7 separate regions of the Mus musculus genome follow, and regions 2, 3, 4, 5, 6 and 7 are each linked to region 1. Evidence: chromatin contacts called from public HiChIP or PLAC-seq and promoter capture Hi-C data. All regions are on one chromosome and are shown on one strand. Each heading gives the region's core, a stretch centred on a gene start, on an enhancer-like site or on the middle of the called end of the contact. The rest is flanking DNA. Distances are from core to core; before and after follow the strand shown. Region 1 holds the start of Cc2d1a (coiled-coil and C2 domain containing 1A). Region 2 holds the start of Fbxw9 (F-box and WD-40 domain protein 9). Region 3 holds the start of Hook2 (hook microtubule tethering protein 2). Region 4 holds the start of Klf1 (Kruppel-like factor 1 (erythroid)). Region 5 holds the start of Farsa (phenylalanyl-tRNA synthetase, alpha subunit). Region 6 holds the start of Scoc (short coiled-coil protein). Region 7 holds the start of Gadd45gip1 (growth arrest and DNA-damage-inducible, gamma interacting protein 1).

Region 1 (3,164 bases), core at 219-2,718:
CCCACGAGCTGGACCCACCTACATCAATCATTAATCAAGAAAACACACTACACTCTTGGCTACAGGCAAATCTTTTGGAGGCATTTTCCCAATTGAGAGTCCCTTTTCCCAAATGACTTGGGTCAAACTGACATAAAACTAGTCGGCCCACATGGCAAGAATCCCCTCCTCCATCTCAAAAACATCATAAAAAGTTTAAAAAGGTCACCTTGGGTCTGAGATGTAGTTTCATGGTAGAGTGTTTTATCATGCAGGAAGCTCCATGTTCCATTCCTAGTACCTCAAATAAATATTTTAAAAGCCGATTTGAGGCCAGGTTGTGGTGAATCATACTTTTAATCCCAGCACTCTGGAAGCAGAGGCAGGTTTGTCTCTGAGTTTGAGGCCTGATCTACAGAGTTAGTTCTAGGACAGACAGCCAGGGATATACATAAACTCTGCCTGGAAATAAATTAAAAATAAAAATAAAATAAAAAGCCAATTTGAATAAACCAAATACCTGAGTTCCGCTGTTTCTTCTTATTCATTTTATCTTTCCCTGAGAAATCTGAAAACAACAAACAAACTCTCCAGCTGTTGCCAGCACTGTATGTCCCCATCTGTACCCTGTCTCCCTCCTCCACTGGGCCCATCTGGCAGCCTGATGAGGGGAGTCAGCTGGTCTTCAGCAGGACACTGGGTGGGGCGACAGGTCATAGCCACCTTGGACCATGGCCAGGTAGCCATTCACACCCTTTCCCTGTGTGAAGGAACGATCTCGTCCTCTTCACGGTATCTGCTGGAGTCTCTGGGTTGGAGACAACTACGTTTCTCCCCCACCCACACCCAAAGCTTAATTATCTGGGACATGGGGTACTTGGAAGCTTCAGAGAGGTCTCTGGAGACCCACCAAAGTCACACAAGACTTTAGGAGGGCTACCCCGCGTCAGGAGTGGCTTCCGGCCAATGTCTTCAGACTGTGGGACCCATGGCAAGCCAGAACCAACCTGGGCCACAGCAGTAATGGAAGTTGCTCTGTCCTTAGTCGGGACGAGGTCAACCTGGATCTGATGGGGAATAGGTCGCCTAGGTCACTGGCGTAACGTTCTGAGAAAATACCCACATAGGCAGTCACGGGGACCGCGTGGCAAACTGGCGGTGGGAGACAGGAAGGCCTGAGGCCTGACACTGTGGACTCGGCTCCTGAAGACCTGCGCCACAGACGGGAGAGCAGGAGCATCCACACCCACACCCACACCCGCACCCACTCCACCACAAAGCCTAACAGAACGATGTGCGGCGGTGTGGAGCCACAGACGTCACACTGCCGCGCCCTCACACCTGCAGCTCTCTCTCTTTTTCCCGCCCGTGAGGCCACGCCCCACGCACGCGTAGTACCGACTACACACCTTACGCATGCTCCGCCTTCTCTCTGCCCTACTTTATGCTAGGCGCATGCGCCTCCACGCTCTGACTGCCGGGAATTGTAGTTTAACTAGAGAGCCCACGAATCCAGCCGCCGCGCTCCTGAAGGCCAAGGCGGAAGCTGGGCGGCCCAAACTCGAGAATCCCGGGGGGCCGGGCGCGGAGGAGGGACTCAGGGCTCAGGAACAGCGCGAGCTCTGAGACTCGACTTCGGTGAAGAGGCAAGGCAAGGCAAAGGTGCAGGGGCTGGTAGTCCGGGCTTCGAGCCTGGAAGATGCACAAGAGGAATGGACCCCAGGCACCCCCGGGCCGAGGTGCTGTCACTGCCCGCCAGGTGAGTGTGTGCCCCTCTACCCACCGAGGGGTACCTGCCCACCCTTCCTCAGAGTCTCTCTCCACCCTTCCTCACACTCGCGGGGAGTGCCCCACCCCCAGAAAAGCCTGATCCTCGCCACCAGGTGAACCCTGGTCTCCGCCCCGCCCCCGAGGTGAGGTGTATGGCCTACTGGGTTGGGCCATCCAGCTTCTAGCTTCACACCCCAGATTCAGGGAACACCTGTTGCTGCAGCACTTCCAACCGGGAAGGGAAAGCAATCAGACCGGCTTTTCAGGCCTTTGCATTAACTGGGTCAGGCCACACTCTACACCCATTGTACAGATGAGGACACTAAGGATAAGGGAGGCGCAGAGATCTATCTAGTCAAGGTCACAAGGATGAAGCACCTGGCCAGACAGAAATGTCAGTCCAGAGGTGTACAGGAAAACCTACAAGACTGTGGCCCAGAGCCATACTCCCAGATTCAGGGCCTGTGGGAGTTTGATTTGTCCCATCTTTGAACCAGGGATCCCAGGGCTCTGTGCTCAGGTTCCCCCTGACCTAGGTACATTTGACTGAATGTATTTGTAGTTTGGAGCCTCAGTTTTTCCACCTGTGGAATGGAAGCCTAGAAGAGTCCTTAAAGGGCAGTTATAAAGACTTACTGAGACTATTTATGGAAAAATGCTAGAACAGAGGGAGTGTGGCCGCTGGATTCTTGGGCTCTCTGTGACTAATGGCTTCACTCAATAGGTGAAGCCATGCATAACTGCTAAGATTTGGCCAATTTGGACCTATAGAAAGGGTAATTTCATGTAACTCATCATATTTTGTTGGTCACTAGCCAAAGCAGAAGGGCAGGTCTATAAAAAAGACCCAGTTCTTCAACTTTGCCCCCACTGTTGTCATAGTCATCGTGGCTTTTATTTATTTATTTTTCTCCTTGCCATGCTGGGATGGAACCCAGCTTTGCACATACTAGGGTTAGGGTTAGCACTTTAATGATGAGTGCACCTTCCAGTCCCACACTGGTGCGTTCTCTGCTGCTGGGGAGCCATGTGCATAAAGAACGTTATTGTATGAGGGTGTCTTCCTCAGCCTCCTGGTCTCTCCAAGAAATGGCTTCCTCGTAGAGATTTGGTTCCAGCATCCCGACGGGTCTCTGGGCCTGAGCGGTCTATGGAAGGTCTAACTGGAGCCCGGTTGCTCCCGTAGCTTGGTCTGCTGGTTGACTTCTCCCCAGACGGCCTGATGATCCCCGAGGATGGGATTAATGAGGAGGAGCTGGAGGCTGAATTCCTGGCTTTGGTGGGGGGTCAGCCCCAGGCCCTAGAGAAACTGAAAGGCCAAGGTAAGAAAGATGCTCAACATATTCTTTGGGACTTCTGCTGTGGGCAGTACTTGGAGCTAGGCACTGGGATGGACATGGGGCAGGAAAACAGGA
Region 2 (3,164 bases), core at 253-2,752, 910 kb before region 1:
AGTGGTTAAAACTTCTAACTACCCAAGCAGTGGTGGCGCACGCCTTTAGTCCCAGCACTTGGGAGGCAGAGACAGGCGGAGTTCTGAGTTTGAGGCCAGCCTGGTCTACAGAGTGAGTTCCAGGACAGCCAGGGCTACACAGAGAAACCCTGTCTCAAAAAACAAAAAATTAAAAATTAAAAAAAAATCCTTCTAACTATAAACCAGGAAGCCACATCAAGACACAGAAGCCAAGGGGTGGGAAATATGGCTCGGCAGTAGAGAACTTACCTAAGTTATCCCTAGTCGCTCTTCCTGCCCCCTCCCAAGTCAGAATCTAAACCTCAGGTCAGCCATTCAATGGTCTGGAGGAGGTCCAAGCACCTGTTTTATCAAAGCTGTTTGTAAATCTGACTCGGGGTTGGAGGGCAACTCCCTAATGCAGAAGAATCAAACTCTTCCAGATTAGAGGAATCAAGAGCCTGAGAACCTAGCAATATCAGAACCAGGAACATGTCCGAGACATGCTGAGGATGGGACACGTCATAAAGCATTTACCTAGCATAGCCAAAGCCCTGAGTTCTGTCCTTAAAAGCAACAGCAAAAACTCAAAATCATCGATTTCAAGTTGTCTCTTCCTCCAGAAACCAATGACCTCAAGGGCAGAAGGAACAACACAGCTCTGCAAAGATGACAAGGCTAGCCCAAACACTTGTAAGGCTAAGGAGCTACATGAGAACCTGCCCCAAAATAATAAAATAAAATAGAAAAGGTGACAGGCTAGACCTAGAACTGAAAGATTACTGGTATTAATGATCCCAATCGGGAGTCTAGAAATTCAGAACCTCTTAACGAATCCTGGATCAACACTCCATGGGTCAAAGGCTTTGTTATGCTAGTTGCTGCTTGTGCCTCAAGTTGTTTCCAAAGCTTGGGAATTCTTGGGCTAGGGCCTTTGTGCTAACAAAGCGCAAACCCGGAAATCTTTGGATTTTAAGTTTAGAAATCCCAGGTCCAGAGCACTTCCTGAGGAAACCAAGTGGCCTTGTGGTCGACAAGGATTAGGCAGCACCCCAAAATTCCTGTCTCCCAAGGATGTGCATACCTTCCACCACTGGGTAGGGTGCGCGTACGCGGCGCTGAGCGCGTAGCCTCCAGGTGACACGATCACGCACGAGGTCGTGCAACGCTTGGCACACGCACGGCAGGACTTGAAGCACGACTCGCGCATCCAGGTAGGCACAGATCTCCAGCAGCAGCTCCGGGGGAAGGCTCAAGAGGCCCGGTAGGCGCACGGCCGGGACTTTGGAGGCGGCCTTTCGCTCCGGCACGCCTAGGGACGCGGAGAACATGGACTGCAGTGACGAGCGCCGCGGGGTCAGGCCAAGCTTGGGAGGGGTAAGCACACGGGCTACGTAGGCCTCAGCTTGAGTGTCAGGGTCGGGATCTGGCTCGGGGTCAGATTCCTCCTCACAAGAGCGAGGATCCCCACTCCGCCCTGAGGAAAGATCCATGGCGCCCGGGTGGGCGCGGCTGTACAGGTTTAGCCAGAGCCGCGTCTTGTTTCCTAGGCAGCGCGAGATCACTTCCGGCGCCCATTAGATGACGTCAGAGACTAACACCTGCCAGATATTGCTTGGAAATCAGACGTCTAGTCCTGTGCGGGTGTGAATGGTTTTTTTTTTTTTTTTTTTTTTTTGGTTTTTCGAGACAGGGTTTCTCTGTATAGCCCTGGCTGTCCTGGAATTCACTTTGTAGGCCAGGCTGGCCTCGAACTCAGAAATCCACCTGCCTCTGCCTCCCGAGTGCTGGGATTAAAGGCGTGCACCACCACGCCCGGCGTTTATCTTTTATTTCTACTCCTTTTTTTTTTTTTTTTTTAAGGCAGGGTTTCTCTGTATAGCCCTGGCTGTCTTGGAACTCACTTTGTAGACCAGGCTGGCCTCGAACTCAGAAATCCACCTGCCTCTGCCTCCCGAGTACTGGGATTAAAGGCATGTGCCACCACCACCCAGCTAAATAATTCTTAAAAAAAAAAAATGGTCACTGGGTCCTCAACCCGGGCAGTGGGCACGCCTTTAATCCGGCTTCTACTCTTATATTTGGAATCCCCTGAAGCTAGGTTTACAGGTCGGCAATCACCTCTTGTGGATGCTAGAAACCCAATTTTCATCTTCTCCAAGACCAACTGCTTTGTTTTAGACAAGTAATCCAGGATGGCCTCTAATTCGGTGGGTGACCTGCCTCTGCTCTCTCTGTTGAAATGAAAGGCACCTATCTCGCTCACTTAAAGTGCTCTTAAGCCATGGGCCATCGACCGTTTCAGCCCTGGAGTTTATGCTTTGTACGCATTTGGAGGCCTGAGGTTGAGATGGTTGGAGGCCTTCTTCAATCTCCATCTTAGTTTATTGTCCTAAATTTTGTGTGTGCTCCCGTGCACCACAGGTCACATGTATCAGAGCAACTCTGTGGAGTCACTTCTCCATCACCTTTACATAGGTTCTGGAATCAAATTAAGGTAAACAGGCAGCAAACATCTTTATGTGCTGAGCCAACTCTCACAGCAGGCATCTTATATCTTGAAACAGCTATTGACTAATGACTTTTAGCTAGACTGGCTGGCCAGCCAGTGAGCCTCAGGAAGCCTTCTGTCTCTGTTCACCAGGAGTTGCTCTCCTGTGCCCAACACTGATGTGGGCAATCCTAATTTAGGTCTTCAACTTTGCATGGCTTCAACAGTTAAGCTCCACGCCTAAGTTTATTTTGGGGTCAAATGACCATTGTCTAGGAACTCTGATTCAATTTCAAATAGGTCAGGCAAAACTGTGGGCAATAAATGGTTAAGGACTAAAGGTAGTAGGCCAGGATAATTTCACATAGACGAGTCACAGCTCCCCACAATCAGTCCTGTCCAGGTATAATCTTTCTTTTTAATTGATTTTAAGGGTATCACTATGTAGCCTTATCTTGATCTCTATATAAACCTGGTCACTATATAGGCAGGGCTAGCCCTTGAACCCTAAATGCTTCCAAATGCTGAGATTAAAGATATGAACAGACACACCCGGCATAAAAGGCTTTTCTTCTGACAATTTTACCCTGGTTTTGATTTCATCCTGCTTCCATCTTCTATTAGCTAATATAATCATATGGTCTCATTTGGCACTTTTTTGGTTTTCCAAAAC
Region 3 (3,164 bases), core at 481-2,980, 840 kb before region 1:
ATATGAATTTGTTTTCTTGTTTTTTTAAGATTTATTTTATCTTTTAACCATGTGTGTATGTGTGTATGTGTGTGTGTGTGTGTGTGAGAGAGAGTGTGTGTGTGAAAGTATGTGTGTATGTGTGTGTGAGAGAGAGACAGACAGAGAAAGAAAGAGAATATGAGGATGCCTGCAGAGGCTACAAGTGTCACATCCCCTAGAGCAGTTGCAGGTGGTTGAGAGCTGTTTGATGTCTGTGCGTCCTCTCTGGAGAAGCAGTAAGTTCCTCTGGAAGAACAGTATCCATTTTTAACCACCAAGCCATTCTTCCAGCCCAGTTTTGTTTCTTGAAGCAGTGTGTCATGTGGCTCAGAATGAGTTCTAACTTACTGTGTAGCCACCCAAGATAACCTTGATGTCCTGATCCTCTGGCTTGCTAAGTACTGGGACTCCATGTGTGCCACATGGTCTGGCTACCCCTGCCCATCCCCCCTCCCACCCCCCACCCAGCATACCCTGCTACTTGGGATTGAACTCAGGACCTTGTGTAGGGTGAGCAAATTCTCTTTTGCCAACTATATCCCTGGCCTTTTAAAGGTTTTGAGACGGGATGATGGATGGTTTACCACCCTCCTGTATTAACACACCACCATAGCTGGGATTACAAGCATTTGCCAGCACACCTCTTGGAAGTTAACATGTGTTGTGTGTGTGCTTTTGCCCACATCATAAGAATGGTGGCAAGTTTTTTTGTCCTATTGTGGGTGCTCAATATAAACAAAAATAGCTTGCTGATCACCAGACATCTGGCTCTCTTCCTGACAAGACTGCCTGTCCATCGCACAGGACATGTATCTAGCTTTCCCTTTGCCTTCACCTCCTTAAGTCCTCTAGTTATTCCCTAGTCATGAGTCCACCTGTCACCTTCAACCTCCAGCTGGGGCTTGAGTCCTCTGAGATGCCCTGGAGCCATTCGTTGTTGAACCAGGAAGGGTCTCTAGGGGCAGAAAGATGGGATGAGCAGGCTGGGGAGCCCTTCAGGATCCTCCCACTCAGCCGCCACACTCACATCTGATTCAGCACATGGGCTATGGCGAGTCCGCTGCTCAGGTCCTGGGGACTGGCACAGGGGGGTGAAACTTGGAACGTCTGCAACTAAAGGGGGAAGACGGAAGGGCAACAGGAAAATTGAGGACCTGGAATTGCAGACTTTTTCCCCAGCCATCAGACATTTCACGGGGTTAGAAAGGCATTAGCCTGTAGCACCAACATATCACATCTTCGGGGGCGTGACTTCTACACGCCTAGGCAAGGACGGGGCGTGGCTTCATTTTACCTATCCTGGCAAACCCTGCAAACCTAGGTCAGGGCGTTACCACCAGTCACCTGGTCCCCACTGCTAACATGTGACCAGGCCTGTGCCCTCCAGAGGGGCGTGGCCTCACCTGGTCTTTTCGCTCAGGCCTGCCCACGTGACAGACGCAGGTGGTCAGGTCAGAGTCCAACGGCCCAGCAAGCCTACGATCTATTCCTCCTTCCAGGTCCAAAACCGAGGAAAGAAGACCAAGACAGGACGAGAGGAGAGGGCGCACACCTGACCCAGCCCCGCCCCCCGACCTACCCAGGTGAGCAGAGACCCGCATAGCTCGGCCTTGTCCACACTCATGGCTCCGGATCGAATTCGATCCGGGCCAAGGAGCCCCGGCACGCAGCAGCAGCCTCCGGGTCCGCCACCAGCGAGCGCCCGAAGCCCAGACCTCCCGCTCGGCCTAGAGCGCCGCCCCGCTCCACCCCGCCCCCTAGCCATAGGCTCCGCCCCAGACACGTGATCTCCCATTGCAAACACTTGCCTCGCCATCTTAGATGCGGGACATAGGCAAGTGCACATTCTGCCGCTAGGTGTCAGTCTGGCTCAGTCCTGCTGCTGGTGACCTCCACTCCTCGCGGCTTCTCTTTATGTAGTGGAGTGGTCCTCAAGATCCTTTTAAGGCGGATCTACCGCACCCAGTTTCACAGGCACTTTAATGGTTCCCCCCCAAAGCTGAAAGAAATCCTCCGGTTTAGCCGCGTTATGATCTGAGCCTTTCTTAATGTGGGCGCAGAGAATAATTATAAATCCTGTAGTCGTGGAGTGAGAGGATCTTAAAAGCGTCTTCCCCAGAGAAGTGATTCTGGCTGGAGTCCTTCTGAAAACTCGGGTATGGTTGGGAGCAGGAAGGGTCAAGTATGTCCTGAGTAAAGGACATAGCACTTGCCCAGCCCGGGGTCTCTTTCCTGCGAGCTACTCTGCTCCTTCCCGGCCCCGGGTGCTTTGAGCACCTTCCTGCCCTAAAAAACACTCGACCTGGCCAAAGCTGCGGGTGATCTGAAGCCCACCAGGGGGCGCGCAGAACGTAGGAACGCATCCTTCTGGGAAAAGGGTGCGTCCACCGGTTGAGCCGGTTTAGGGGAGCGCAGAGAGCTTAGAATTTTTTGACAATAAAGTCTCAAGACATCATTTGTGGAGTGCTTACTGTTTTCAGACTTTACAATAAGCTATATATCTACAGACAATTGAATGTTTTCCACGACCCTAGGAGACAAGGGCTACTTTAATTCCCAGGTTTTGTTTCTTAATTTTAGAAACTGTATTATTTAATTTTTTTATTTAATTTTTTTTTAATCCGCCGCTTTGCAAATGAGTAAACAGCGGCTACAAAGTACACGGGCTTTGACGCCAGGGGTAAAGCCCAGACCACGCCCTTTGACCCCTGGGTCCACTAGTAGCCCCTCCCCTCTCTGGCGGGTGGGGTAATGTGCTGTAATTAGAGGCTATTAAATGTGCCCAGAGGGAGGAGTGGAGCCGGCTCTGCTTTGGGGCGGGTTCAGTTCGGAGGGGGATAATGTTCTGCTTCCATCCAGGCAATGAGCCGGGATCCAGTCCAGCGACCCTGTCCTGGTTGGGTGAGCCCAGCGACATCAGCCACCCGCCCTCTATCTTACTAGAGTTGTTAATCTACTACAGACACTCGGTTGCAACCCACTCAAACTCTCAGCTGCACACACCAGAGAGCCTTGGAGGCTGATTCACACTTCCACAGACCCTCACGCCTTGTTTTCCTGATTCCAGTCCCTGAGACCCTGTGGAAAGGTATAGAAGGGAGTGTGCTTCCAGACTGGACTGGGCATGGGGCCTGCCAACTGGC
Region 4 (3,164 bases), core at 467-2,966, 750 kb before region 1:
GCCTCCCGAGTGTTTGTATTAGCCCATTTGGGTCTGGAATCGCCCCTTCTAGACTTGACCCAGTGTCTCAGGTGCGGTCTTCACGACCCCTAGAACTGGGGCCGCCTTTAGCCACGCCTCTGACTACCCTCCGGCCCCTCCCTTCGTTCACTAGCGGCTCCCGCCCCGCCCCCGCCCGTCTGGCCCCGCCCTTACCCGTGTGCGTGCGCAGGTGCGCCTTGAGGTGCGAGCTCTTGGTGTAGCTCTTCCCGCAGCCTTCGTGCCCGCACGTATGTGCCGCCTGCCTCTTAGGTGCCAAAGTTCGCCGGCTGCGTTTGGGCGGCGCAGTTCCCGGGGACAAGCCTGCGTCTCCGGCGATCGCAGTGGCCCCGAGTTCTGTGGCCACAGTCCCAGGTCCCAGACAATTCAAGAAGGAAGGGGGCGCCGTGGGACCAGCAGAAGGCGCCGCGAGCCCGCGAAAGAGCTGGAAGTGGCCTTGGTACTGTGGCGCGGGGTACAGCGCGGGGTATCCCGACAGCAGCCCATAGGGGGCGCCTGGAGCTGCGGGCACCGCAAGCCCCGCCCGCGGGAAGAAGCCCCCTACGGAGCCCGCTCGCGAGTCGGAGTACGAGGGCTGAGCCTTGGGAGCGAGTCCCGGGGCCAGGGCAGGGGCCACGAAGGGTTCAGGGGCTGGGGGTCTCGGAGTCGGGTGCGCCCAGCTTGTGTGCTCCTCGGAGCCCAAAGGCCCAGTCACCAACCCTGGGCCACCCGCATAGGCGCCCAGAGACTCAGGCGGCTCGAACTGTGCCACTGGCCCCACGCTGGGCGCCAGGGCACAGGTCCGGGAAGTGCCGGGAGACTCGGAACCTGGAAAGTTTGTAAGGAAAAGATCCGGGTCCCACGCACAGGTCACGTCCCTCTCATCGTCCTCTCCGGAAGGGTCCTCCGATTTCAGACTCACGTGATGGGACGGCCCCGTGGGATTCGGGGGCCCCGGCCCCAAATCCTGCGTCTCCTCAGACCGCCACCACTGCGGGAGGGAGCGTACTGCTTGAATGGTAGGCACTGGGTACCTGGCCCTCAAACAACCCTGGCTGGAAACACCGTTGGTGCCTGTCATTTACCCACACGGTTCCCCTAACCCCTTTCTCAGCTCCAGACAACTCCATTAGGTCTTGCTAGAGACAGCTAAGACACTTACCAAGAATAGTATTCAGGATGGGAGAAGGGGTTGCAGAGTTCTGAGTCAAAGGGGACAGCTTCGACTCCGTTTTCCCTAGCCTTTCCCTGTCTTCACATAGCCCAGAAAATTACAGCTCAAAGCCTGGAAATCCCAGGACACCTTTATCTGGACCTTTGTCTCTATGAGCCTAGTCTCTTAAGATATAGAGCTTAGAATTCTGCTTCCTGTTGGAGAAATAGGCCTCACCTTGATCTCAGACCCCTAGAACATCTCCCCCAAACAAGGCTCAGAGGCTCTCCCACTCCTCCACCCCCAAAAAACAGAGCAGAGGATATTAAAGTAAGATAGACGCCCCACCCCTAAGCACTATGCCCTATGCAAGACCACCTGCCCCCTCCCACACACTCACACTGGCCCCACCTTGAGGAAGTCCTCCTGGGTGTCCAGGAACTGTCCCAGGGTGGTGAGTGTACTGATGGAGGGTAAGACAGTCTCAGCTGAGGCCATGGCTGGCTGGTGTCCACCCTGGACCTCAGGCCTCCTCTCTCTCTTCTGCCTCATGGGCTATGAGGCTAGGAAAGTTTCTTGGAGGGCTCCTGTCTGCCCACATCTGATTGGCTGTCTTCCCTGATAAGACCCAGGCAAAGCAAAACGGCAAAGGAGGGGTGTGTGCGATATGTGTGTGGTGTGCTTCTTTTTTTTTTTTTTTAAGGTTTTCGAAACAGGGTTTCTCTGTGTAACTGAGCCCTGGCTGTCCTGGACTGGCTTATGTAGACCAGGCTGGCCTAGAACTCACAGACATCTGCCTACCTCTGTCTCCTGAGTGCTGGGATTAAAGTTGTGATGTGTCACTTTCAAGGAATAGACCTCACCCTGGCCTGTTTTCAAACTGGTCCCTGAAAACCAACCCTGTATGTAAAGTCAATCAGATGTCAAGGAATAGGGGCTTCAAAGTTTTAGGATTCAGGTTGGGTAAAGAAAAGTCCTGGTCGCTGCTCCCCACCCCCACCCCACCTCCCACAGGACTGAGAAGACCCCTCTGGTTTGGTTTCAAGTCTCTCTCCAAGGAGTGGACCAGGAAGGATAGATTTCTTGGGAAAGGTCTTTGGGACCCTTTGACCCCCATGGAGACCACTGCAGTCCTTACTCTCCCAGACAACAGCAGCAACGGTGCTAGTGGCGGGCCTTGGCACCGGCTCCCTTTCAGGCATTATCAGACACACCAGATGTTTCAGGCCGCTATCAGGTAGGGGGCCCAGAACAACCATAGCTCTGTTCCTCCTTGAGCAGAAGAGCTGGGGGTTGGTGCCACAAATTATTTTAGCTTTGAATTGCTCTGTTGTGTTGAGGTCTGAGCTGTTTAGCAAAAGGAGTCCCCTCAAATCAGCCCACTCTGGGGCTCTGAGGACCCTCACTGGCTACTGCATGGAGCTGAAGGGGATGGCTAGGAAGTTTACAGTGTGGTGGGCTAGGACCCATAGATGGAGCTGCAGCTAGTATGCCGTTCAGAAGAGCTCAGCCCTGACTCTGCCTAACGGCTCATTGTGTGCGGGACCCCATGATAGATGGCCTGCTATTCCCATACTTCTATTCTGGTGCCCTATGAGTCAGGGTAGGGAAATGGGGTGTCACGGGTACAATAATATCACACATACACCATCATTGCTCGGTGTCCATAGGGGACATCAGATCCATTATAGAAAATGGTACCTAGTCAGGCATGGTAGTGATGCCTTTAATCCCAGCACTTGGAAAGCAGAGGCTGGTGGATCTCTATGAATTTGAAAGGTCTGTTTGGTCTACATAATAAGTTCCAGGACAACCAGGGCTACATAGTCTTTGTCTCGAAAGACGACAACAAGGGTAAAACAGTGCTGGGGACTTAGCTTCATGGAGTGCTTGCACCGTATTAACTTTAAAAGAAAAGCATAAAGACCTAGGTTCAGATCCCTGGCACTGACACAAAAGCCAAGTGTCACTGTGCATGTCTAAGACTAGTGCT
Region 5 (3,164 bases), core at 190-2,689, 710 kb before region 1:
CAGCCTCAGCTCTCAGCTCCCCACCCCAGCTCTCAGTTTAGCCTGGTATTCCTTCTGAAAACTAATACAGAGAATACAATCTGGCTGGCTACAACTCCTAGTATAGTTCTCCATTCTTCTCCTGAGATAAAGACACACAAAGCAGGCTGTGCATGGTGGTAAAATCGTGTAATCTTAGCTGTTGGGAACCTGAGGTAAGGAAAGCTCGTGAACTCATACACAGTGAGTTCAAGGCCAGACTGGACAGTGAGGGCCTGTTTCAAGGTTAAAAAGTATCCCAGCATTCGAGAGGCGGAGGCAGGTGGATCTCTGTGAATCTGAGGCTGGACTGGCCTACATAGTGGCTTACAGCATATCCAGGGCTATGTAAGGAGACCCAGCCTGAAAAACTGAACAAAGACAGTAAAAACCTACAAAAAATTTTTAAAAAGAAAAAAGTACAAAGTGTGGTGGAGAGGTGCTTCAGTGGTTTAAGAGCAATAGCTCCTGCAGAGGAACCAGGTTCAAGTCCCAGCACCTACATGGAAGCTCACAGCCATCTATGACTTAAGTTCCCACCCTCTTCTGGTTTCCTCCAGCTTGTGGTGCACATAACTTAGGCAGGCACACATATATACATAAAAAACAATAACTCTAAGAGGGTGAGTATTGGTGGCATAAGCCTTTTATCCCAGCTCTCTGAAGACACATGGATCTTGGTAAATTGGAGGCCAGCCTGGTCCAGATAGCAACCATATTTTTAGGGTGTAGCTTTTGACTAGCAGCAGAAGGCCCTAACATGGAGATAAAAGGGGAAAACAGGAACCTTACAGAACCATTTAATTCTGCCCTGATGGTCTCTGCGGCCTATAATCCCACACCAATGCCCTGCCACTGATGTCTTGGATGCCATCGTTTTCCTCCATTGGCCTCGAGTCAGTTTCCATCTGTACCTGATCCCGGCTCTCTGTCCCGCAACGCTAAGTCAACTGTCACAGCTAGTTCTCTGAGCCTTCATATCACTCTGGTCATTTGTGTTTCCCCATTAGATTGCAACCCCTTTCCGGGAAGCGACTCGTCTTGTCACACCCCTACATGTGCCATGTTTTCGCCTTAACAGACATTAGTCACTTGAGAAACGAAAACTGTTCCAGACTTCCCACCAGCGCACCCCACGGTGCACCAGCACGTAATGTCCCTTCACCAGAAATAATGGGGCTGCCGGTATGAAAGCGAGGCCGAGCCGCGGCACGCCTGGACTCACCTCACCCAGAGCTTGAAGGCTCTTCACTGCGCCCACCACCGCCTGGTGCTCCACACCCAGCTGCGTAGCCAACTCCGCGCTGTCCAGACCGCCATCAGCTACCTCCAGCCGCCGCAGCAACAGCTCCAAAACGGGATTATCCGCCATGGCTACTCCCAGCGTGCTTGGCGTGTGCAGGCCGCCGGACCTGACTAGGGGACCGGAACTGGAACCGGAAGTCGCGATAGCGCGTGCGTTGCCATTTTTAGTGTGGCGCAAAGGGCGACTTGGAAGCTGGTCGTCGCCATCTTAAGTGTGGCAAATGAGCCTCAAATGTACTTAAGGGATTCAGGATGCTGCATGTAGTTTGACCCCAGTGGCTTTTAGTTAACTAGTGAAGTCAATTTGATGACTTGAAGGGCAAAAGTAGTTTTCTTTTGGGATTTTTGTTTTATATCTTGAAACAGGTCTTCTTTAGCAGAGGCTAGACTTGACCTCCTCATCTCCTGCCTACTTCTCCCAAGTGCTAGGATTACAGACAATCACTCTAAGGCTTGACTGAAATTCTATTGGTTTCCCCCAATAATTTTCATCCAGCCACCACTAGCAGGCTCAGATCACTGCCATCCTTCAAGAATTCTCAGCCGGGCAGTGGTGGTGCGTGCCTTTGATCCCAGCACTTGGGAGGCAGAGGCAGGCAGATTTCTGAGTTCGAGGCCAGCCTGGTCTACAGAGTGAGTTCCAGGACAGCCAGGGTTACACAGAGAAACCCTATCTCGAAAAACCAAAAAAAAAATTTTTTTAAAAATCTCTCTTACCTAGAGAGAAGGTGGCACTGAGTGGTGGGCTTCAGGCATGACCATTCTATTGATGTTTTTGTTGTTTTAGATTTATTCACTTTATTTTTATGTGTGAGGTTTTTGTCTGTATATATGTCTATGCACCATATGTGTGCATGGTGGCCTCAGAGGTCAGAAGATGGCCATCAGATCACATGGAACTGAAGCTTTGGAAGTTTGTGAACCATCAAGTGGATTCTGGGAATTGAACTATGGTCCTATGCAAGAGAACTTAACAGCTTAATACTTAATATTTAACAAGCGCTCTTAAGAGCTGAGCCATCTTTCCAGGGCCCCACTCTACAGATGTTAACTTTTTTTACATTTTCAAAAGGAATCTGGGTAGGGAACCATATATGTTTAGGGAGGAGGGATTCACTTAAGACAGTCACAAAGCCTGCTGACCTGCATGGAGTACTTCAGGGATTTTAAGTTCTCCCTAAAATTCATAATGTAGATACTATATAAATCTCTTCTACTTTACAAGAGAAAAAATGAGGCTTGGAGTTAGAGAGATGGCTCAGTACTTAAGAGCATTGACTATTCCTCCACAAGTCCTGAGTTCAAATCCCAGCAACCATGTGGTGGCTCACAACCATCTGTAATGAGATCGGATGCCCTCTTCTGGTGTGTCTGAAAACAGCTACAGTGTATATATATTAAATAAATCATTAAAAAATGAGGCTCAACTCTCTTTGCCCCATCTACTGCGAGAATGAAGACCATTCTCAGCAATCAGACTGTCGACATTCCAGAAAATGTCGACATCACTCTGAAGGGGTGCACAGTCATTGTGAAGTGGCCCCAGGGGGACTCTGTGGAGGGACTTCAATCACATCAATGTGGAGCTGAGTCTTCTTGGAAAGACAAAGAAAAGGCTCCGGGTTGACAAATGGTGGGGTAACAGAAAGGACCTGGCCACTATCAGAACCATCTGCAGTCATGTTCAGAACACTATCAAGGGTGTGTTACACTGGGCTTCTGTTAGAAGATGAGGTCTGTATATGTTCATTTCCCTATGAACATCATTGGTTGAAATCCGAAATTTCTTGGGTGAAAAACCCATCTGCAGGGTTTGGATGAGGCCAGGTGTTGCTTGTTCT
Region 6 (3,164 bases), core at 372-2,871, 710 kb after region 1:
GGTCATAGCACCAATGCTGCATGGCTCACAAAAGTTTGTAACTCCAGCTCCAGAGAATCAGATAACACCCTGTTTGGGTTCAGAGGGCTCATCACTCATGTGCACACTGGCACACATGCACACACACATATACATACATATACACATACATATAATTAAAAAAAAAAGAAGGGGTTGGAGAGATAGTTCAGCAGTTAAGAGCACTGGCAGCTTTTCCAGAGGATCCAGGTTCAATTTCCAGCGCCTACATACATGGCAGCTCACAATGTCTGTAACTCCAGTTCCAGGAGATCCAACACTCTTTTCTGGCGTCCTCAGGCACCAGGTACCCAAGTGTTTCAGAGAAATAAATGCAAGTAAAATATACATACAATAAAAAATTAAAACCAAAAACAAATTTTCAGGCCCATTTCTATGACTGGCCCATGTGCATTTGAAAAGAAAGTGTGTTCTTCACTATCTTGGAAAATCCCATCCTTCTTTGAATGTTGCCCATATTCATTCTATTTTGTTGGCACTCCTCTTAGCGTTACCTGGGGTTTCCCTCTCTTCCCATATTCTCCTTCCTTCAAATCCTGAATTGTAGTCCAAGCCTAATACTTTCGTCTCAAACACTAAATGGTAGGTACTTTATTTATAAAGGATTACGGTCACGTGTTAGCAAATCCTGCTTGATTGGTTTAAGATACCCGGGAGTTGTAGAAATGGCTCAGAAGTTAACAGTACTTATTGCTCTTTCACGGGAAGCTGAGTTGAGTTCTCATCATCCTCACCAAATGGTTCACAGCCACCTGTAACCCCAATCCCAGGGGTCTGATTCCCTCTTCTGGCATCTGCAGGCACCTTGCACAGGCACAAGCAAGTACATACACACCGCTACATATTCATGCAATTAAAAATAGAACCTTATATAAGAAAGAAAAGCCAAGAAGAAAGTATTTGTAAGCTGGCCTCTACAGCTCAGAGGTTTTGATAAAGTCAAAGCAAGAATGCTTTGCAGGTAAGAATATACTGTGGTCACTGACCGCTAACAGCAAGATACTTGTTTCAAAGGTTAGGTTATAATGAAGTGTCACGAAAATCACCTAGCAACCCAAAGTCTGGCATTGTACATGTACACTTGAATAAGAAACACAATTTTAATTAAGCCTTGGGTTTTCTGAGACTGAGATCAGGAGACTGCTGATCTAAGGAATCATGACGTGGTCGGGTGAACGGAAGTTTAAAAATTGTCCTGAATATGGGGTACGAAGAGAAACATCCATTAATGGTATATGCTTTGTGCGTTATCTAATTTTAGAAGTGGGGAAAAAGGAAACCGTGCTTTTAGAATCGAGGGGGGAGGGCGCTGCACTGTTCTGCTCACTCTGTTCTTGAATGTGAACGAAATATCTCTCTCCTAGAGTCTGGTCACGGCAATTTCCAGAAATTCTGTCTCTGTTTCCCTCCCTCTCTCCCCGTCTCTCTTTTTTTAACCTAGAGTGACTTTCCACCCCACTTTCCAGGTTCCTGGCGAGACAAAAGATGCTCAGCGAGGACCGCTTTCTTAGGCGCATCTTCTCTTCTGCGCCGTGATTGGTCGCTGCTTTTTTAGGACACGCCCAAAAATCCTGATTGGTCGTCAATGCCCTTTTGTTAGGGCAAAGGTGGACCCCGGTGCTCTGCCACAGGCCTGTCGAGGCGTCCAGCAGCCAGTGCGCAGGCGTGCAATTTCCAGTTAGGATTGGTGGGAGGACGCCTCCTCGCTCGGCGCACGCTCCGTGGGCGGGAAGGGCGGGGCTGACGCTGTCAGTTGGTCGGAGAGCCGCGCGGCCTGAGGCTTCCTACCCATCCCGCCTCTTCCCGGCGCTTCAGACGCAAGGTGAGGCGGCTCGGGGCGGCGAGGGCTGGGCCTGGGAGACCGCCGAGGCCCTGTGGGGCGGGGCGGGATGGAACGGGAACCCGGGCGGCGGCCTGGGTGCTGGATTGCGGCGCCGCGAGGCCCGACATCCCGCCGAGCGCTGCGCAGCCACCTTCCCGGCCCCACGCCGCGGGCTCAGTGGGAAGAGCCCGGCGGTGCGGGACCGGGACGCCGTGGGGGTGCGATGGGACCGGGTAGTAGGAGAAGACGCTCTGCTGCCCGAGCTACCTTCCAGTTCGCCGCAATTCTTCTGCTTCAGCCTCTCGAGTGCTAGGATTGCTTTGCAGGCGTGGTGGCCCGTGCATGTCTGGGGTGGGACGTCTTTGCTAGAACCTGGGTTTGTTTCTTTGTCAGCTTTTCTCAGGCGTCCTGCGGAACAAATATTGAGGAGTAAGGTTTGGGAAGGAGAAATCATAGTTTCCCGAAAAGCCAAGGTTTCTGTTACACCACCAGAGACAGACGTCGCAATAGCCAGAAGGACAGAGGTCCCCAAACCGTTATCCGTTTCTGCGACTCAAAGCTGTGCGTAGGAATCCTAGTGTCTGTATGCTCCAATGATTAAACTGGATGCAGCTAGCTCCCCGGGGATCTAACTTAAGTTTGATCCTTATTGACGATGTAGTTCCTCGATTTCCATCGATTTTGAAAGCCCTAAAATGTCAAAGCAGAACATGAACAGATTAGAAACATCACACTGGAGTGGATGCAGATGAAATTTTATATTTGTTTTGTTTGTGGAAACGCCAAAGGAGTTGAGTTTTTCAAACTCAGTTTAGGACCTTAATAATATCTTGGCTATGAAACATGAGGCAAGGCCTCTAGCCTTTATAAGGCTTAGTATCCACATCTGTGAATTGCATTTTCTTTCTGTTGTGATAAAACTATATATGTAAAGTGTTCAGTGCATTCCTGTAGTGCATTGGACTTTTAAATTTAAAAAACTATTGCTGGTGAGTGGATGATGGATGGAAAACATTAATTGCAGGTTCAAGAGAAGTCTGGTGGTTGAGTTTGAAAGGATATTAGGGAAATGTCAAACTCATATCTGAGATGTTAAGGCCAGCCGAGGTGGAATGATGGGAAAAGCAGAGTGGACATTGACTATATCCTTGATTCTGGATGGACTACTGTGATGTGAATTAAGCCACTCTCAGATTAGGCCAGGAGTTCTAATATGAGGCCTTTGGCCACATGATTTTTCTAAAGTTTCTTCTGTGGTCAAAACAAGAGAGTAGAGATGAGAAGGTCTGTTAACATCTGTTGA
Region 7 (3,164 bases), core at 322-2,821, 680 kb before region 1:
CTCCATCCTTCAATGCCAGCATGACTCTAGATATCTGACTTGACTTCTTCAGGCCTCAGTTTCATCTGTAAAAAGGGTCATCTTGTCCTTTTAACATTGTGAGGATAAGGTTAAATACCAGCAACACATTTCACCAGCCCTGAACCCTGCACCAGAAGGGGCGATCCAAATGTCTGGTTTGCCTCCATTTTCTCCTCAAATCTGATCACATGTGCCTTCTTTTCTGACTTCTACCCCAGACTTCAGAGTCCATCACTGCTCTCAGGTCCCACTACCTAGCTACGGTGGCCACACAAGACAGGGTCTCACTACATAGACTAGGCTGGCTGGCCTCAAAACTCGGTGATCTAACCTGCCTGTCTCCAGAAGGCTGGGATTAAAGGTGTGCTCCACCAAGACCAGATTATTTGTGATAAAAGGTTTCACCTGGGCTGTTCTCTAATTGAGAATCATCATTCCCACTTCTCAACCTCAGGGCCTTTGCAACAGTTGCTCCCTCTACTGGGAACTCATGCCTTGAGATTTTTCCAGTAACAGTATCTGGTTATATGGGGATTTGCTTAAACATCACAAGAGCTAGCATGCACTTTTAACTGTGTTTGTCTTCCTTGGGGGGGGGGGGTTCCTCAGTCATCATCCGAATCCTCTGTCTGCTTTGTTCCCTGGTGTGTGGGTCCTTATATCCTTGCAGAGTAACTAGGGAAGTATATAGAGTTGAGGCTGGGACTGGTACAGGCCTGTAATAGCAGATATTCAGAAGGTAAAGACAGATGGATCCTAGATTCGAGGCCAGCCTGGGCAATAAAATGAGTTCTGGTTAATTGAGTCCTTGCTATTTAGAATAAAAGGGCAGGCTACTGATAAAGGAAGAGGACAAGTAAAAACAAACATTAAAACTGCAGTTGAGGCCGGGGGTGGTGGTGCACGCCTTTAATCCCAGCACTTGGGAGGCAGAGGCAGGCGGATTTCTGAGTTCGAGACCAGAGTGAGTTCCAGGATAGCCAGGGCTACACAGAAGAACCCTGTCTCGAAAAACCAAAAGAAAAAAAAAAAAACAAAAAACCAAAAACTGCAGTTGAATGACTACAAGGATGTCTGCTTTGCAGCAAAGTTAACATGTAATGTTTAAGCCCACGCCACAAGGGATCCGCGTGCCTACTACGGATGATTCCTGGTTTCGGGGCCCTGGGGTACGTGCCCCATCACACCCACCTGGCTTGGCGCCTTGCCTCCAAGGCCTGCTGCTGCAAGCGCAGCGACTCTTGCATGGTCGCTAAGCTCGGGTACCATTCTTGCTCCTCGGCCTCCAACTCGCGCAGCTGCTCTGGGGTGGGCCACAGGGAGGCCGGGGGCACCCCGGAGATGGCGCCATGTCGTCCGAACTGCTTGGCCACATAGCGGGGCGTTAGCTGCCATCGCGGGGTCAGCAGGTTCTCCGGGTCTGGCGAGTGGGGCCCGGGACGGCGGCGCGGGGGCGGGGGCGCACGGTAGCTGCGGGACCTGGGACCCAGAGCCACAGAGAGCCGCAGGAGATAGCCACTCCGCATTGCGAGCGCCGCCATCTTGGCTGTGGGTCCTCGCGGCAGCGGGGCTGGCTACGGCGCTGCCTGCGCGGCGGAAACACCGGGGGCCTCCGGCCGGGGAGCGGAGGAGCGCCGCGCTGCTTTAGTCCGTACGGCGCAGGTGAACGTTTAATGCGGGTGGGGCGGGGGGAGCAATTGTTTGTTAAGAGAATATTGTATGGCTGGTGGCTTACCTCTTTAATTCCAGCAATCAGGAGGCAGAGGCAGGAGGATCTCTATGAGTTCCAGGGCTGCCAAGACTACGTGTATCAAAAAAGAAAAAAAGAAAGGATTTCTGCAGTTTATTTATTGGGGGACGAAAGTGTTGAAGTGTTGGTGATTAAGTGGAGGTCAGAGGACAGCTTGGGGAAGTCGGTTTTCTCCTTCCACCAAGCAAGAGTTGTGGGAATAGAACTAAAATCATCTTGCCTGGTGGCAAATGCCTTTACCCTCCGAGCCTTCTTCCCGGCCATCATTTGGGATTTTGAAATAGGATATCATCCTGTAGCCAGGTCATCTTGGAACTTCTTGGCATAATTCAGGATGGCATCGATTTCTAAATCAGTCTCGCCTGTGCTAGGATGACCGGTAATGAGCCTGTTTAAAATAAGACTTAAAAGTGGCGTGCGTTGGCCGGGCGGTAGGGGCGCATGCCTTTAATTTCATAACTTGGAGGTAGAGACAGGCGGATCTTTGTGAGTTCAAGGTCAGCCTGGTGTACAGAGTGACTTCCAGAACAGCCAGGGCTGTTAAACAGAGAAACAACAACAACAAAAAGAAGAAAAGAAAAAAACTGGTGTGCCAGTATTATTTAAATTACTGTATTTGACATTTTGATTTTTAATTTTGAAATATTAATGCTTTAAATATGTCTGCTTTATTGTATATTTTATTTCCCTTCACATCTGTGCTTTTAAATTTCTCTAATATATTAAATATTTCTACTTTAATATTTAGGCTTATGTTACCTTTTAAATCTTTAAAAAGATTTAGTGTGTGTGTGTGTGCGCCTCATGTGTGGGTGCCAGTGGAAGCCAATGGAACCCTCTCAGACTGGCCTTACAAGCAATTGTCAAGGGACTTGAATACAAGAAACCAAATTCTTCAAGTCTTCTGGAAGACAGGAAATATTTTAAACTTTTCAGCCATTTCTCCAGCTCCATGGATTCTAACTTGTTTGGTCGTGTGTGTTTGTGTGTGTGTGTTGGTGTTGTTTGGTTTTTTTGAGTCTTGTTATGTAGTGCCAGCTGGCTGGCCTGGAATTCACTGTGGAACTTACAGGGTTCTGCCTCTGCCTTCCCAGTGCTGAAATTAAAGATCTGAGACCATCATGTGCAGTTTACCTTTTTTTTTTTTTTTTTTTTTTTTTTTTTTTTTGGTTTTTCGAGACAGTGTTTTTCTGTGTAGCCCTGGCTGTCTTGGAACTCACTTTGTAGACCAGGCTGGCCTCGAACTCAGAAATCTGTCTGCCTCTGCCTCCCAAGTGCTGGGATTAAAGGCGTGCGCCACCACTGCCTTCCCTTTTATCTTAAGCATTTATGATCCACTTTATGGCATTTGGTTATGTGACTCAGTTGATGGTATGCTTGCCTAGTAGGCATA

What was found. Promoter capture Hi-C pulls out the DNA fragments that hold promoters and counts their contacts. HiChIP or PLAC-seq counts read pairs in DNA pulled down with a chosen protein or histone mark.
Region 2: an H3K4me3 HiChIP or PLAC-seq map of bone marrow-derived macrophages shows a contact between it and region 1, with 6 times the contacts expected there. The contact joins the promoter of Fbxw9 here to the promoter of Cc2d1a in region 1. A contact is called at or near these places in 3 of 39 promoter capture datasets (the 3T3-L1 cell line, liver and pre-B cells), 1 of 115 datasets of contacts at active chromatin or transcription factors (bone marrow-derived macrophages) and 1 of 9 other capture datasets (liver).
Region 3: a promoter capture Hi-C map of the 3T3-L1 cell line shows a contact between it and region 1, with 4 times the contacts expected there. The contact joins the promoter of Hook2 here to the promoter of Cc2d1a in region 1. A contact is called at or near these places in 3 of 39 promoter capture datasets (the 3T3-L1 cell line, cranial neural crest and pre-B cells).
Region 4: an H3K27ac HiChIP or PLAC-seq map of microglia shows a contact between it and region 1, with 6 times the contacts expected there. The contact joins the promoter of Klf1 here to the promoter of Cc2d1a in region 1. A contact is called at or near these places in 4 of 39 promoter capture datasets (the SN4741 cell line, cranial neural crest, hippocampal neurons and 1 more) and 2 of 115 datasets of contacts at active chromatin or transcription factors (bone marrow-derived macrophages and microglia).
Region 5: a promoter capture Hi-C map of hematopoietic stem and progenitor cells shows a contact between it and region 1. The contact joins the promoter of Farsa here to the promoter of Cc2d1a in region 1. A contact is called at or near these places in 15 of 39 promoter capture datasets (the 3T3-L1 cell line, the HPC-7 cell line, the SN4741 cell line and 10 more), 6 of 115 datasets of contacts at active chromatin or transcription factors (the SCID.adh cell line, astrocytes, bone marrow-derived macrophages and 3 more) and 2 of 9 other capture datasets (adipose tissue and liver).
Region 6: a promoter capture Hi-C map of liver shows a contact between it and region 1, with 2.4 times the contacts expected there. The contact joins the promoter of Scoc here to the promoter of Cc2d1a in region 1. A contact is called at or near these places in 2 of 39 promoter capture datasets (liver and pre-B cells).
Region 7: an H3K27ac HiChIP or PLAC-seq map of extraembryonic endoderm stem cells shows a contact between it and region 1, with 5 times the contacts expected there. The contact joins the promoter of Gadd45gip1 here to the promoter of Cc2d1a in region 1. A contact is called at or near these places in 10 of 39 promoter capture datasets (the 3T3-L1 cell line, the HPC-7 cell line, the SN4741 cell line and 6 more) and 8 of 115 datasets of contacts at active chromatin or transcription factors (the SCID.adh cell line, astrocytes, bone marrow-derived macrophages and 5 more).

What each region holds. Positions count from the first base shown.
Region 1 is chr8:84,146,221-84,149,384 of GRCm38.p6, reverse strand. It overlaps Cc2d1a (coiled-coil and C2 domain containing 1A), which reads left to right and starts at 1,468. Exons shown (of 29, transcript NM_145970.2): 1 at 1,468-1,738; 2 at 2,936-3,071. The coding sequence starts at 1,679. 4930432K21Rik (RIKEN cDNA 4930432K21 gene) reads right to left here and starts at 1,347. Exons shown (of 9, transcript NM_029045.2): 1 at 987-1,347; 2 at 500-547. The coding sequence starts at 527.
Region 2 is chr8:85,058,457-85,061,620 of GRCm38.p6, reverse strand. Fbxw9 (F-box and WD-40 domain protein 9) reads right to left here and starts at 1,502. Exons shown (of 10, transcript NM_026791.2): 1 at 1,085-1,502. The coding sequence starts at 1,493. It overlaps A230103J11Rik (RIKEN cDNA A230103J11 gene), which reads left to right and starts at 1,161. Exons shown (of 4, transcript NR_110582.1): 1 at 1,161-1,214.
Region 3 is chr8:84,989,189-84,992,352 of GRCm38.p6, reverse strand. It overlaps Hook2 (hook microtubule tethering protein 2), which reads right to left and starts at 1,730. Exons shown (of 21, transcript NM_001372357.1): 1 at 1,601-1,730; 2 at 1,049-1,134; 3 at 904-976. The coding sequence starts at 1,645.
Region 4 is chr8:84,900,534-84,903,697 of GRCm38.p6, reverse strand. Klf1 (Kruppel-like factor 1 (erythroid)) reads right to left here and starts at 1,716. Exons shown (of 3, transcript NM_010635.3): 1 at 1,583-1,716; 2 at 196-1,009. The coding sequence starts at 1,669.
Region 5 is chr8:84,855,261-84,858,424 of GRCm38.p6, reverse strand. Farsa (phenylalanyl-tRNA synthetase, alpha subunit) reads right to left here and starts at 1,439. Exons shown (of 13, transcript NM_025648.3): 1 at 1,244-1,439. The coding sequence starts at 1,390. 1700122E12Rik (a long non-coding RNA gene) reads right to left here. Exons shown (of 3, transcript XR_106144.5): 3 at 1,760-3,164.
Region 6 is chr8:83,441,119-83,444,282 of GRCm38.p6, reverse strand. Scoc (short coiled-coil protein) reads left to right here and starts at 1,621. Exons shown (of 4, transcript NM_019708.4): 1 at 1,621-1,861.
Region 7 is chr8:84,830,689-84,833,852 of GRCm38.p6, reverse strand. It overlaps Gadd45gip1 (growth arrest and DNA-damage-inducible, gamma interacting protein 1), which reads right to left and starts at 1,571. Exons shown (of 2, transcript NM_183358.4): 1 at 1,213-1,571. The coding sequence starts at 1,562. It also overlaps a transcript of Dand5 not described here.